Linked DNA regions of Mus musculus: all the other regions are linked to region 1. Evidence: chromatin contacts called from public Hi-C data. All regions are on one chromosome and are shown on one strand. Each heading gives the region's core, a stretch centred on a gene start, on an enhancer-like site or on the middle of the called end of the contact. The rest is flanking DNA. Distances are from core to core; before and after follow the strand shown.

The links. A called contact is a pair of places that touch in the nucleus more often than the background predicts.
Region 2: a contact with region 1 is called in a Hi-C map of the N1E-115 cell line, with 5 times the contacts expected there. The contact joins two enhancer-like sites. A contact is called at or near these places in 1 of 484 Hi-C or Micro-C datasets (the N1E-115 cell line) and 1 of 115 datasets of contacts at active chromatin or transcription factors (embryonic basal ganglia).
Region 3: a contact with region 1 is called in a Hi-C map of the N1E-115 cell line, with 6 times the contacts expected there. The contact joins two enhancer-like sites. A contact is called at or near these places in 1 of 484 Hi-C or Micro-C datasets (the N1E-115 cell line), 3 of 115 datasets of contacts at active chromatin or transcription factors (embryonic basal ganglia, embryonic hindbrain and embryonic midbrain) and 1 of 9 other capture datasets (embryonic stem cells).
Region 4: a contact with region 1 is called in a Hi-C map of the N1E-115 cell line, with 5 times the contacts expected there. The contact joins two enhancer-like sites. A contact is called at or near these places in 1 of 484 Hi-C or Micro-C datasets (the N1E-115 cell line), 2 of 115 datasets of contacts at active chromatin or transcription factors (differentiating embryonic stem cells and embryonic stem cells) and 1 of 9 other capture datasets (embryonic trunk).

Annotation. Positions count from the first base shown.
Region 1 is chr8:108,434,243-108,437,700 of GRCm38.p6, forward strand. It overlaps a transcript of Zfhx3 not described here. Among named protein-coding and RNA genes, the nearest start is that of Gm39243, 36 kb to the right of the region's middle. Within about 2 kb of position 1,824, at least 1 of the 459 cell types and tissues checked has an H3K27ac peak or open chromatin away from gene starts, as enhancers often do. A contact at or near this core is called in the N1E-115 cell line, where this site is marked.
Region 2 is chr8:107,978,855-107,982,404 of GRCm38.p6, forward strand. No RefSeq gene overlaps it. Among named protein-coding and RNA genes, the nearest start is that of Gm39242, 150 kb to the left of the region's middle. Within about 2 kb of position 1,782, at least 28 of the 459 cell types and tissues checked have an H3K27ac peak or open chromatin away from gene starts, as enhancers often do. A contact at or near this core is called in the N1E-115 cell line, where this site is marked.
Region 3 is chr8:107,941,299-107,944,617 of GRCm38.p6, forward strand. No RefSeq gene overlaps it. Among named protein-coding and RNA genes, the nearest start is that of Gm39242, 110 kb to the left of the region's middle. Within about 2 kb of position 1,748, at least 25 of the 459 cell types and tissues checked have an H3K27ac peak or open chromatin away from gene starts, as enhancers often do. A contact at or near this core is called in the N1E-115 cell line, where this site is marked.
Region 4 is chr8:108,025,598-108,029,093 of GRCm38.p6, forward strand. No RefSeq gene overlaps it. Among named protein-coding and RNA genes, the nearest start is that of Gm39242, 190 kb to the left of the region's middle. Within about 2 kb of position 2,099, at least 36 of the 459 cell types and tissues checked have an H3K27ac peak or open chromatin away from gene starts, as enhancers often do. A contact at or near this core is called in the N1E-115 cell line, where this site is marked.

The sequences.
Region 1 (3,458 bases), core at 574-3,073:
TCTGAGCCTCAGTTTCCCCATCTAAGAAGGACATTCACAGTAGTAACTGTTTCATTGTGAACTGTACATTAACTAACTGGATGTGAAGGCCTTTGTACAAGGTAGTCTCTGGCAGGATTTTACTCTCTGCAAGTAAGATATATCATTGGAGGGAACATTATTTGATAAATAAAAATGTAGGGCCGTTAAACAATAATGTCTTATTTTCCTCTTGGCCATCTCTCTTTGTCTTTTGTCCTCAACCTCTTTCTTCCTTGCTTATTCCTCCAGCTTCTCCCACCACCTCTACTCTCTTGTATGCAAACTGGCTATGCTAATAACATCCCTGTCATGTTGTCAACTAAGCACCTTCCTCGATTCCCCCACACACCTGGGCAGGATGGCTGAGTAGCCTTGAGTTGTCTCAAGGCCTCGAGTTCTATGATCTCAGCCCTGCTCTTTGACCTTATGTGGTTGAGTGTCCTGAGATAAGAGTGTCATTACACATACCAATACAAGGAGTGTACTTAAAATGCTATGTGAACCATCATCTTTATAATACGTGGCTGTTCTCCTGGGCCCCCTAGAAATAACAGCACTTGTTGAAATCAGCACCTATCACTTGAACCAAGCTGGGTACTGGTTTAACCCTAGGGAGTAAGTAAACGGATGTGGGTCCTACCTTGGTTTTCCTGACTCTAGCCATAGAAGCAAACCAAAATGCCTTTAGCCCTCACTAAGATAGACCCCCGTGGTGAGTTTTTCAAGTTTGATTAAGATAAGAATATTTTCCTTGTCTTTCACAATCAAGTTCTGGGCAAAGCTTCCAGCAAGTTAATGAGAATTGAACAGCGTTTCATGAGAATTTAAAGAATCGATGTCCTGATAGCTACAGCTGCCATGACCTCCTGGCCATAGCTATGTAGATTCTGTCTGGAATGAGGTCAGAGCAGGCAGGGATGTCCCTTCTGGGATCTGCTCTAAGACTCACCATCAGCAGCTCCCCAGCCCAGACCAAGGTTTCTAGAACATCAGTATTGTTTGGGTGTACCTGTGAGTTAGGCACAGGCACCTTGAGCTAGGCAACTAGAGGAAGTCTGGGCTTGGTAGCATCTCTGGTTGATAAGAAAGCTAAGGATGTCACAACAGGTGAGGTCCCAGATAAAGACTGAGGGTGGCTGATTCTGTCCAATGTCCCTATACTGCACGACAGTGACTGATCTTGCCCCTTACCACTTCTCATCATGCTGGGCATGGTTCCAAACACTTGCCAAGCATGCACTTGGTTTAGCCCAAAACATCCCAATGCCACAGACACAGTTGTTACTGCGTGGCTTAGATGAAGAAATACAGGAAGAGGGGCAATATTAATGCAGACTTCTCCCTGCTCTTTGCTATCCATTTCCTCATTACAGAGCACTACCACGCAACTATCCTCATAGTTTCTGAGTGGTATTCTACACAGTGTAATATGCCAGGCACCAAGCATGCTTTAGACCTCAACTCTTTCAAAAAGGATGTCTATAAGTCATCACTGGGAGAAAGATGTAATTTCTCGGGGCTGACAGACTGATAAGTAGAATAGGAATCATGGGTCTTTTGAGCTCACTGTGGTCCATCCAGAGAGGAAGGATTTCATTTGGATAGCAGGCCTCCCAGCATTGAGGGTCACAAGAGTTTGGAAGGATGAGCTGGAAGTTGAAACGGCATGCCCTGCTTGACTAACCAGGACCTGTACCACACTATGTGGTAACAGTCTTAAGAAGAGATACACTATGCTAGGTCAGCACCCTTAGCCTGCCCTTGGCTGGCCTGACACCCACAGCTACCTGGAATGGCACTGACAAGGAACTTTGGAGAAGGGAAGAGGGATCCACAAGGATGCTGTGTGAAAGTATCCCATTTGACTCCTTAGTGTAAGTTTAATGTGCCTATCAAACAGCCAGGACTTGCTATTTCTTGACAAAAGAGACTGATGTCACCACAGCATCTCATGAGCAAGATGCCCACTTAGGATTAAGTAGCACAAAGTCCCCCACTGCCATCTGACTGATTTAGGAAGGGGGGGATGGCTGCTGAGAGAGAAGAGGGTTCCCCAGCGGTGCTTAGAGAGGGCCCCTTGGTGCGGCCACAGCTCTCCTGAGCTGACCAGCGGCGTTTAAATGCAAGGGCTGCTGTGAGCTGACTCGCTGCAGGATAATTACGTTAGGGACCAATACGGCCTGTTGAAAATCAATTCCGTGGGACCAGTGTGTTTGTTCGGAAAGCCACTCAGCCAATTCAGGAGTATATTAGGCAGCAGGCCCAGTGCAGTGACCTCTTCCGGATTGGGGTTGACACTTGAACGAAGGCGTTTGTCCAGTTAAAGGACAGTACTAGCAGCAGGCTCTTATCTCCCATAAATTGGATTACTCAGATCTGCTTGTTCTCTTTAAAGATAGTGACTCTTGGGCTTTTCCCCTCTCTTTCCATCTGTCTGAGATGGTTACCTAGTGATTACTGTCTAACGTGCCATCCTTATGTATTTCTGGACAGTGTCTGTCACCAGTGTGACTTCTCTTTCCTGAATGGGTGGACAAGGTTACCGGAGCTGGGCACCTCCACTTGTCAGGTCTCTGGTTGGCCTGGGGAATGGATTTCGATCCTGGTGCCCAGGCCTGTGCATTCGCTTCCGAAGCATGCAGTCAGAAACTCTGTGACATGCTTTTCAGTGATCAGTAGGCAAGTCCTGTGATATCCCATACTTCCCGTCAGACAGGTGAGTTAACTCCCTAGTGGCTTCCCCTAGCTTAGAACCCTAAGCCTGCTCACTATGCAAGCAATGTCTCTTGAGTAGGAAATGCATCTGTGCATGACAACTGTCTCCAGCCCTCCAGAGCATCAAAGTCCTGCAGAAGGCTGGAGAAGTAATCACTACTGAGAGTAACCCCCTCACGCCCCCCCATGGAAAGCCCAGGAAATCCTGTCTTCAACACCTCTCCTGGTGGAGTCTTCCCTCCCCAGACCTGCCGTACTAGCACAGGGTTGTAAGGGGTGTCACCAAGACAGAGCCAAGTCTGGGAAAACGTGTGTCTCCTCCTAAAAGGATCCAGGAAAGACTTATGGCTGCAATTACAGGTTCTTTTAATGACACATAAAATTAACTGCTCCACATATCCATTCACTCTGACAGCCAAGGATTTCTCTGCGGTAAAAGGAGGGCCACGCGCACTGTCAGCGAGTCACACGTCCGTATCCCAAACCCTGTCAACCAATTAGACTTCGAGAGCAAGCCGCACCATTTTCTAATGAAGCTATAATCAGGCTGCTCCCTCACCCAGAAAGAGCAGATAGTCTTGTCCAGAATGGAGAAGGTAATCGCCAGGGGAAAAGGCCTGAATAAATCAGAGGTGATTTCAGCCTGGCTCACTATAGGTCCGTTATAATTGGAAAGTGGCTGATGCAGACCCAGCCTCCCCCTCAAACTGCATCACTTGGGA
Region 2 (3,550 bases), core at 532-3,031, 460 kb before region 1:
TGTGTGTATGAGTGTATCTGTCTGTCCTATGTGAGTGTGTATGTCTGTGTGTGTATGTGTGAGTGTCTGTGAGTGTGTCTCTGTGTGTGTGTGTACATGAACAAAAGGTGTCATCTTCTATTACTTTAAACCCGTTTCTCTTGAGATAGGGTCAAAAGACTCTGGAGTTTACAGTTTCTGCTGGCTGATGGCCAGAAGCCCCAGCAATCCTCCTGCCTCTGCACACACAGTGCTGATTTTATGTAAAGCGAATTCATCGCCCGCTTATCTTCTCATAGGTGCTGGAGGTTGAACTCAGGTCCTCACACTGTGCATCAAGCATTCTATGGCTCCGCATAATCCCTCTGGTGCTAGGAGTATATTTTAAGTGTGAATTAGAAAAGAAAAACAAAACCAGAATAAAACTGAGACGACAGACAGCTCAGGGAGCAAAAGACTTCCTGCTACGAGCATGAGAACCTGAATTCCTTGGCCCAGAACTCTCACAAAAAGCAGTGAGCTTGTTTAGTGTGCCTGGAATCCCAGCGCTGGGGAGGGAGACACAGTGGATCCCGGGGCTCTCTGGCCAGCCAGTCTCGTGACCGAGGAAGACTCTTCATGTTGACCCTCCGGCTGCCACATACAGGTGCGCAGATGTCCATGTGCCCCGATACCCAAGCGCATAGAAACACACAGACGTATACACATACACAAACCACATCTGCATCCGCAAAGGTATGCAAGCAAGTGTGTGGGTTTGTTCTCAGAGTGGAGTCCTCTGCTAATCATGTCCTTGTTCCAAATTTTCTAAGAAAGCATTTCTTTCTTGCCAACACGAGATGGAGGGTGTTACTTAGAGGAAAATATCTTAGGAAACCTTGGGATGTCTGGATATTACATTTTCCCCAGAAGTGAGACTACTTCTTTCTCATGATCTCCTTTTCCTTATCAAGATAGGTATTTTATATAACATACTCTCTTAGAGAACACACAAAATAAAAGTAAACTGTAGTCTTGCCACCTATATTTCGTCACAGTTAACTTTAAAGATTGTATCATTCTCCTTCTGCCCATATGTATAGATATGTGCACCCAGTTATGCACACACACACTCATGTACATGTACACACACAACACAAACACACACAGATATACAGACACAGACATACACACACACACACACAAATACACCTTAGTTTCAGTCTATGTAACCACCATGAAAATTCAAGATCGTGTTGGAAATATTTGCCCATGCCATTAAATACCTTTACAGTAGGATTTTTATTGGCACTATTGTGTAGATGGATGATAATTTATTTAACAGATTTCCATGTTATTAGGCATTTATTTTCTCCCCAAATTCTTAATGTCTCAAACAGCTCCATGATAGATGGCCCTGAACATAAATTCCATAAGTGGTTTTTAATGCAGGACTGTTTTATATGTATGGAAAATCTTGCCCCCAAGCTTCCCCTCCCCCACATTTTTTAATGCTTTCCCCCCCCCCCATGCGCTCTGACTTCTCTGGGCTTTTATTTTTCCATTTCAAAAATTTTTTCAGCGTGATGATGAAATGTTTTACCCACCCAGGTTATTTATGAAGTTCAGTTTAGTTCTATGCTCTAGTAAATTCTCAGCTCTTTTACATTTTCTAGAGATGAATAAATCCGAGCGCTTCATTTTTTGACCTATAAATTTGCATTCATTTTAAGGTATAGATGAGAAAGGTGAAGAAATTCAAGACTCAAGGGGAGATTAGCTGCTTGTTTCAAGTTGTCTACGCTGTTCTTCCTCCTTTGCAAAGATCGACACAGCGTTGGTGGCTCTGCCATCTGCTCCTGTGGCCACCCACCTGCCACACCCTTGCTGTATGTGACTCAGCGAAGTTGGCTTCCTCTTTGAGAGTTCAGAAGGTCCACTGAATGTGACCCCCCAGCCCGGAAGGCTGGAGAAGCAAATCATGGGCCTGGCATATTTCAATGCAAGTAAATTACATTCTGTCAGCCTCATTGCCTTGAATTTCACGGCAAATGTGGGACATTGAACGGCTGGCATTTGACAATCAAGAGAGAGGGAGAGAGAGAGACAGAAGAAAAAAACAAACGCTAACGCCTTATTAATGCAAACAATCTCCGATCCAAATGGCTGTGGGCGAGGAGGGGCTGCTATTTCCATGGAGGCAACTGCTGTTTTTCTTTCTGTTGATGCTAATTTCTCAGAAAAATTTAAGGTACTTTGTGTTTCTAGTTTTTGTTCCACATTGGATTTGAAACATGTGTGCCTTCCCTGGGGGTGGGAAACCACATTTGGTTTTTTTTGGGGGGGGGGGGTTCTAGTAATTAAGGGATTCAGGGGGGGCTGCTTCTATTTACTAGCCTCTGTGTGTCGTAGCTTGCCCAGTAACCTCAAGAGTCTGCATCTTGGTGCATCTTTAGCTGCAGCAGGCAGATGGCTTCTCTGTGGTCAAACTCCCGGGGGGGGGACACAAAAGAAACAAACCTCCCCACCCCCCCAAACCAACTCATTGAAAAAGCCAGGTACCAAAACATCGCAGCGGCATTTCAATGTTGTAGACAAGGGAGAGGTCTTGTCTTGACGTCTAATAGTATGAGAATTTCTTGGTTTTGACATGTATGTGCACACATGCTATGGCCCGTGTGTGGTCAAGAGGGCCAGTTTCAGGAGACAACTCTCTGCTTCTGCTGTGGGTTCCAGTCACTGAACTAAGGGATTCAGACTCGGAGACAAGTGTCCTTACTTGTTGAGTCCCCTTACCTACTCCCTCCACTAGGCAGCTGCCTCTAATTTTCTGTGCAGCCAAGGGAGGCTTCCCTGATCTTTTTTGATCCTGTTTCTACCTCCTGGGTGCTAGAATTACAGGTGCAAGCTATCCTGTCTCATTTGTGCAGTGTCGGGAATCAAACTCAGGGCTTCCTGGGGTCTAGGGCAGCAACTCCACCCATGAAGCTCCACCCCTCAGTTCCTACTACCCTTTCCTGAAGACACAAAGCTTGACCTACCCATTCATGTAATGGTAAAAACAGAACCCAAAACAGGTCTACAACTGTAATATAAAACAGAAATTAAAGGTAAGTGGTTTACAGTGACACATCTACTTCAATTTGGAAATGCTAGGATGGCCAGCATTGTGTGTCTTTGGTTGCGTGTAGACTCCCTATGAACTGGGCATGTGCAGTTTCAGACTGAGGATGTGTAGCTGTTGCAGTAGGGGCCTGGCTTCATTAAGCTGTATTGTGGTTTACCATCCCTGCCTAGATTTACCCATTGTCATTAGCGATATGAATTGCCGTCCCGTCACAGTGAGTGCCAGAGTTACCCAACTCTAAGAGATGAAAGGAAACATGGATGATAGTGGCATGAGAAGAAATTCGAGGGATGCAGACCCGTAGTTGTGAGTGACGCAAGGCTTCAGAAATAGTTTAGCTCAAACAGACCAAGTACAGAATTACTACCACGCTGTCAATTTCAAGAGCAAGATGTGTCGGGAGAGTCTGTGTTCATGTTTTGATACAATGGTGAGCACTGCTTATTATAATCTTCCAGGACTTCA
Region 3 (3,319 bases), core at 498-2,997, 490 kb before region 1:
GACTTACACATTCACCAAGGTAGTATTTGCCCCCTGCTTCCCTGCTCCAGCTTAACACTGTCTATGGCGTTTAAGTTTTTGACTGATGCAGCAAACCAGTTTTCAAACACCCCCTCCCACCACCACCCCCAAGCCAGTTTTCAGAATCACAATCCTGTTAAAGGTTCCTCGGACAGCTGATGTCTCCCTGCCCCCCGCCCCCCCCACCCCGGTTGAAATGAACTGGTTGAGAGATAGGACTCAACTCCCCCACCATTCAAATGTTTTGAAAATTTTTTATTCCTTTCACTTGAATAGAGCAGTACTTAATTTCCTGGAATCAGCTTCCGTTCCTCAGTGCTGTGTGTCGCTGTCCTCCAAGGCAGGTTCTTTGGAGGGACGGTAGCATCTCACCAGAGCTAATAAAGTCAATTAGGGTAATGCTATACAGTGGGCCACTAGAAAATCAGATGCGTCTGCCTTGGTCCTCTGTTTTCAGATCATACCAATCTTGCTCTTCATAAAGAATATATAGAGAAAGGGCTTTTATTATTAGTGCGTAGATATATATTAAATTGCAATCTCTCTCTCCCCCCTCTCCTTTCCCCCTCTCTCCTCAACCCCCCCCCACTTCTCTCATTTCTTTTTAGTTATTGAGAGAGAGAGAGAGAGAGAGAGAGAGAGAGAGAGAGAGAGAGAGAGAGAGAGAACTTGGGAAAAAAATCTGCGGACATGTTCACACGTTTTCATTACCAGAAATGTACCGCTGAAAACTGATCAAAGCTGGGAAAATCACGGCGGCGGCTGAAGCCCCCATCTCCAGCCTGTCTGTTATTATTACCCAGGTATTACCACAAATGTGATTCAGCAAATAAAGCCCCTGGCTGCCTGGCTCCCTCTGCAATCAGCAAGCCAAGTGGATCTGCCATGGGGTTTCCTGAAGGGACTCCTAATTGTCTTGCATGTGTTTGTCTCCCAATCTGAATATTCCTGGCATCCGGGAGACTAGTGGGAAATGTACAGATGTCTCCAAGTACACATGGAGTCCCTATATGTTTTTGCCTTTGTCAGTCACCGTATGCGAGAGAGATGTTTTAAAGCACAGAGCCCAGGTTCTCCTTTGTAAGGCATTAAGCTATGACCCTCCTCCTCTCTTCCCGCCCCCCAGTAGCCCTGGACTTCAAGATGCCTCCTTGACTGGAGCCTAACATGGAGTTGTCTTTTTTATTTTTTATTTTTTTAAACCCAGTCACAACACAGAGAGAGGAGGAGGAGGAGGAAGAGAGAGAGAGAGAGAGAGAGAGAGAGAGAGAGAGAGAGAGAGAGAGAGAGAGAGAGAGAGAGCCTGAAGGATGGGTCTCAAAAATTGTAAAGGAGCCACAGGGAACCCCCTTTGCGAGCTACAGAAAGCAGGCTAGCTGAGGTAAGGTAGATGTGAAAGTCTTTCTTTTCTTTTTTCTTTTCTTCCCTCTCTCTGTCTCTTGCTGGTGTGTCTCCCTCTCTGCCTTCTCCCTCCCTCTTCCTAAGCGCCCCCCCTCCCCTTTCCCTATGTATTCGTGTGTTCTTCTCTCAGTAGCTTGTCTCTCTTTGGATCTGGGAGGGTGGCTGGGGTGGGGGGAGCCACCTAACTTCTTCCCCGCTTAAGCAGTCTGAGAATGGAACTCATGTGAATATGTAAATAGGACTCCTGGCCGCGTTGCCGACACGTGTATGTGTTGTATCTTCCCCCCCACCTCCCTGTCTCAGCGTCTGATCTTCAACAGATTGCTGTTGTTTCCTCTGATCGCGAGCACAGCGTGCTGGAAAGAGAGATGGGGTGGGGGGGGGGGGAGGTGGAGATTGGAGGGAGTGTGTTGTGGGGCTGGGAGGGAGGAAATCATGACAAGATTGCTGTGACTTTTTTATATTAATGTGTGGCTTTTTTCCCTAGCTCATTTGCATGTCAAAGTGGCGGAGGTATGAGGGCACAGATTAGTATGGAGATGACATAATGATGTAATGAATTAAATGTGATCACTTCTCCCAAGCTGGGGGTGAGGTGGGGGTGGTGGTGGGGAGGACAGCGAGGTGGGGAGGGGGAAGCTAGTGTCAGACAGCCAGGGTGAGCCAGCAAGAGGGGAGAACTGCTTCTGATCTGCACCGTGGTTGATTGATGTCACCGGCTCGCGGAATGCATCTTTTTATTGTGATGATGATGATGGTGATGGTGCTGATTGAGATGATTACACTTATCGTTAGTGTGAAATTTGAATTTTAAGTGGTCAGTGCCAGATCTGCACCCCCAGCCCCCCCCCCCCCCCCGCCCAGTGCACATGATTATTTGGTCCATCAGTGCAAACCCTTCACTGTCAAAATCTAACACCACTCTAGCCTCCGCTTTTATTTAAAAAAAAAAAAAAAAAAAAGAGGACGGTGCAACCTCCAGGAAAGAGAAGATGACTAATTTGTGATATCACACAGAAGGCTGGATTACAAGGCCTTTTCATGGGGCTTCAGTTCTGGTTTTGAGTAAGCAGAAAAGAAAAAAAAAAGAAAGAAAGAAAGAAAGAAAGAAAGAAAGAAAGAAAGAAAGAAAGAAAGAGAGAGAAAAGAAAAAACAGGAGGGGAAAGGAGATTTAAAACATTTTTATTATGAGAAGAGAAAGACAGAGACAGAGGCAGGAGAGAGAGAGAGAGAGAGAGAGAGAGAGAGAGAGAGAGAGAGAGAATCTTTCACTATATCGGTAGGGTGGCCAAGGTTTTCACCATTGACAGTAAGGAAAATGCAATTTCATCTCAGGCGTACAGCGTTATCTCTCTTTAATAACAAAACCAAACTAGGCTGATTGCGAACAAAGCAAATCCCCAGCCAACCCAGTGTGAGAAGCAGCAGAAATCGGGACATTTACCGTCCTCCTTTAGCCTGTTTTATACGCAACACCTGAAAATGTGCATACAGCAGTTGCAAATGGGAGGAAGGGGGAGGCTCTCTCCTCTCCCCTTAAAAATGTGTGTATAATTAAAAAGGAAATGAAGAAGAATATACATATAAACTCCAAAGATTTTTTTTTTTTTTTTAGAGTTGGAGCTTTATTTTTGGTCAAATTCATCCTGTGAGCCAGCAAGTTTTCTTTGACTCCTTCTAGTATCCTGCTCCTTGGGATTTCCTAAGGTATAGAAAATCGGTATAGCAACTTGGAACTAATTGTCCTTGTTGCAATAGCCCGGATGGTATGAAGGGGCACTTAGGAATTCACAGACGTCACTAACATTAATTTATTGAAAAAGAAAATCCAAAGCAACTCCATTAGTTGTTTTTCCCCCCTCCCTTGTTATTGTTAAGGGCTTTAAATGGATTTCC
Region 4 (3,496 bases), core at 849-3,348, 410 kb before region 1:
TGTCTCAACTGCAATGTGGGCTTCATATACCTACACCAGGATTGCCATGTGTCATAAATACAATTATGGGAAGAAGAACGTTTTGAGTAGGGGACTTTGCCACATGAAAGTGTTGAATGTCTTTTATTCTCTATCCCTGATTTTTTTTTCTTGGTTTCTTAATTAGCAGTGTGCTTTTGCATGGTTGGGATTTGGGCTGAAGTGTATCTTAGTGAATGCTTTGTAAAATTGGGAGCCTCTTGGGGTCCCCACCAATTCCTTCCCTATATCCCTTCCCTATAGAAGTTGGCCCTGAACCCTGGGTGTGGTTGTTGAGGTACAGTAGTGACAACCTACCGATGCTTATGACCTAATGGTGCTTCTGTGACAGAAGGAAAATTTACTGACACACTGCTGTGTGGACAGCAGTGCCATGTAACCTTTTAGCATTTGGGGGTTCTTATTGCATCTGCCTGGGTTATCTGGCTCCCAACCTTCCCATTGAAGAAAAGAAAAAAAAAAAAGAATTTAGAAGTCTGGCATTGGGCTGGTGAGATGGCTCAGTGGGTAAGAGCACCCGAAGGTCCAGAGTTCAAATCCCAGCAACCACATGGTGGCTCACAACCATCTGTAATGAGATCTATATCAGTGAGCAACTGTGGAGAGCTGTGCTGAGAGGGCCCTGTGATAGCCTCGTGGGCTGTTCCAGAATGTTCTCTGTTCCATTCAGCGATCTATCCACACCCTCCTACAATTTGAGTTCCTCATCGAGCCTCATCCGAATTTAGTTTTCCTAGAGTCTGATGGAAGACTGGAGCCACCCAGTTGAATCACTTTCTTGGGGCCTTTGACCTAAAGAGATTACATTTCATTGGGTAGGTAGGTGAGCACTATATGATCAGCCTGCCGTCACAGGACAAAAATCATATTTTTATGTGATGTTGCTGCGTTAAAAGGGCCAATCTTGTGTCATGTAACATGTGAATAATGGCCATAGCTTGTGATGTCAAAATTTTCCACGCGCCTCATAAATAAATCTAGCCACACCCCCATCCCCCGCCCCCCCACCCCCACCCCCCAGCCACTACCCCAAGGCTCTCCAGTTTGGAACCTCGGTTTGCATCACAGATTAAGCATGCTTTTGGAGTCAAGGTTAAAGGTACAGTATCCGCTTTCAAAAGCCACATGTCAGTGTCTGCTGAAGATAATAAATAACATTGGGAACAGGCTCCCACTTGCCAAGGCTCCCCCTCCTCTTCTTTCTCCCTGTTCCTCTCTTTCTCTCTAACTTTGCCAAAGGTCTGATCCCTTTGGGGGTGGGGGGAAACCAACAAAGATGCTATATTTAGGCCAAGATTTGATGATATGTTCTTTAAAAAAAAAATTACTTAAGATCCCTTGGGGGGGTGGGGGAAACATCACACAGCCACCTTATCCAGTGGTCCTCAAGAGTGAAGAAGCCAGACAGCATGACAACTACAATTAGTATTTCCTCAGAGCCCAGCGCTGTGGTTTTAGTCACCAGAACTGTGCTTTTATTTCGGCCATTTGGTCTGCATGGGAACCTGAAATACGAAACCTGAAATATGGACATACGGACGGCCTTTGCTGAGGAGTGGCTGGCTGCTCTGTCCTTGTACTAGAGTGACCAGCCCAAGTAGCTTCAGCAATTAGTTCCCATCCCTGGGTCTCATTCCCTGGGCCTTGCTTTGGAGAGAGAAGTAAAGGCACGGAGGAGATTTTCTGCAAATTCCACATTTGCCAGGCTACCCCCTTGCCTCCAAGAAAGAATTTGTTGTTGTTGTTGTTTTTCCAGTTCACAGTGAATGAGGAGAACCAGGGCATAGAGGGCAGGAGTTTGGCTGAACATCCCTGGAAGCTCAGCTTCCACCCTCACCCCGTCCCCACCCCTGCCCCCACCCCCTCAGCTGCACCCCTCCGTCTCTCGCTTCCCCTTCGCACTTCACAGACAAAGGCAGCATCTTCTCAGATAATGCCGCGTGTGTCAGAAGTGAACATTCTGGGAATGTGCGGGTCACCTGGTCTGTGTAACAGACGCCAACCCCAAACCATACAGAAGTCGCTACATCTGTTTTGGCTTTGTTCGCAGCGCCGAGGGGCGGGGGGTGCACTCCATGGTCAAGGGCCAAACTACATGTCATATTTCATTACCTTCATTAGCTACTACACAGAGGGCTGCATTCACAGGAAAGGTTGGCATTAACTCTTGAGCCGCCAGCCTTTTCCAAGGCGGGCTTTCGCCTTCATCCACGGTCCACAGTTCTCCATCCCTCCGTGCTGTGGGCGCTGATTGAACTAAACTGTAAATCAGCCTGTAGCGCCACGATTTCGCCCTTTTAACTTAAAGGAGGCGAGCTACTGTTTTCTCCTAGGTAGCTACTTCCAGGCTGGCGGAACATCTGGATCCCATTAGGGGGAATGCTAGTGTAAACCCAGTGGGGGAAAGGCATATTTAGAATTAATAAAACTTTCTTCTCTGAGTTTGTCCACAGTTGTCCTTTTCTTTTTCCACCGCACATTACTCCTGTGATTTAGGGGGACCAGCTCCTTTTTCCATTTCAGTGTTGAGATAAGATCACGTTTATTGCCGCCCAGATATTTCCGTGGGATTTTTCTTGGCGTGCTTATTGAGATGGCACTGTGCTCACATGGTCACCCCCTGTTCTCCTCCAGGAAAGAGAAGCCTTCCCCCCCCCCATATTGATGTTACATTTCTTGAGGCCCCCTTTAATGGCCTGAAATAAAGGTGGGTACATAGATAGAGCAGATCTTGAGTATCTATGGCTATGAAAGCCATCTGCTTTTGTGATGCCGGTGGGATATATCACGATGCCACTCAAAATCACCTGCAGGCAGCACATGCTATTATTTAATATTATGAAGAATGGCCCATTGGCCGACATAGGTCAGCACACACCTGGATGGTGGTATTAGGGAGCCTGGAATTTTGGTTTTTTTTTTATGTGGGCCCTGCCACTGATTTATCGCCTGGCATTTGTCCATCTGTAAACGAGATGGTTTGCAAGCTAAATGCATGCTGATCACATTACCAGGGTTCTGGGAGCTCCAGTGACTGCCTGCCTGGTGCTTTGAAAGCCTCCCCCGCCCTCCCAAGCGCCCCCCTCTCCCGCCACTAAAGACAATGATTTAGAATCTCACACTGTTTAGAGCACCTACCTACTCTTTTGTTCTCACTAACTGGTACTTGCAAGATGCGAGCAAGGCGTTCCCAAGCATGATCTGCACACCACCAGAGTGGGCTTTGTTGAAAGTATGAATCCCCAGGAAGGGAAGATCGCTCAGTGAGTAAGAATACTTGCTGTCTGAGCATGAGGGCCTTAGTTTAGATATCCAGCATTTGTGTAAGAAGCTGGGATATGGCTACACATGCCTCTAACCTTAGTGCTGGTGTGTGTGTGCCCATGCGCTTGTCTACACACAGAAGGTTCATTTCTGGGGCTTGGCAGTCAGTAAGCCAACACAGTTGAAAGTGGCA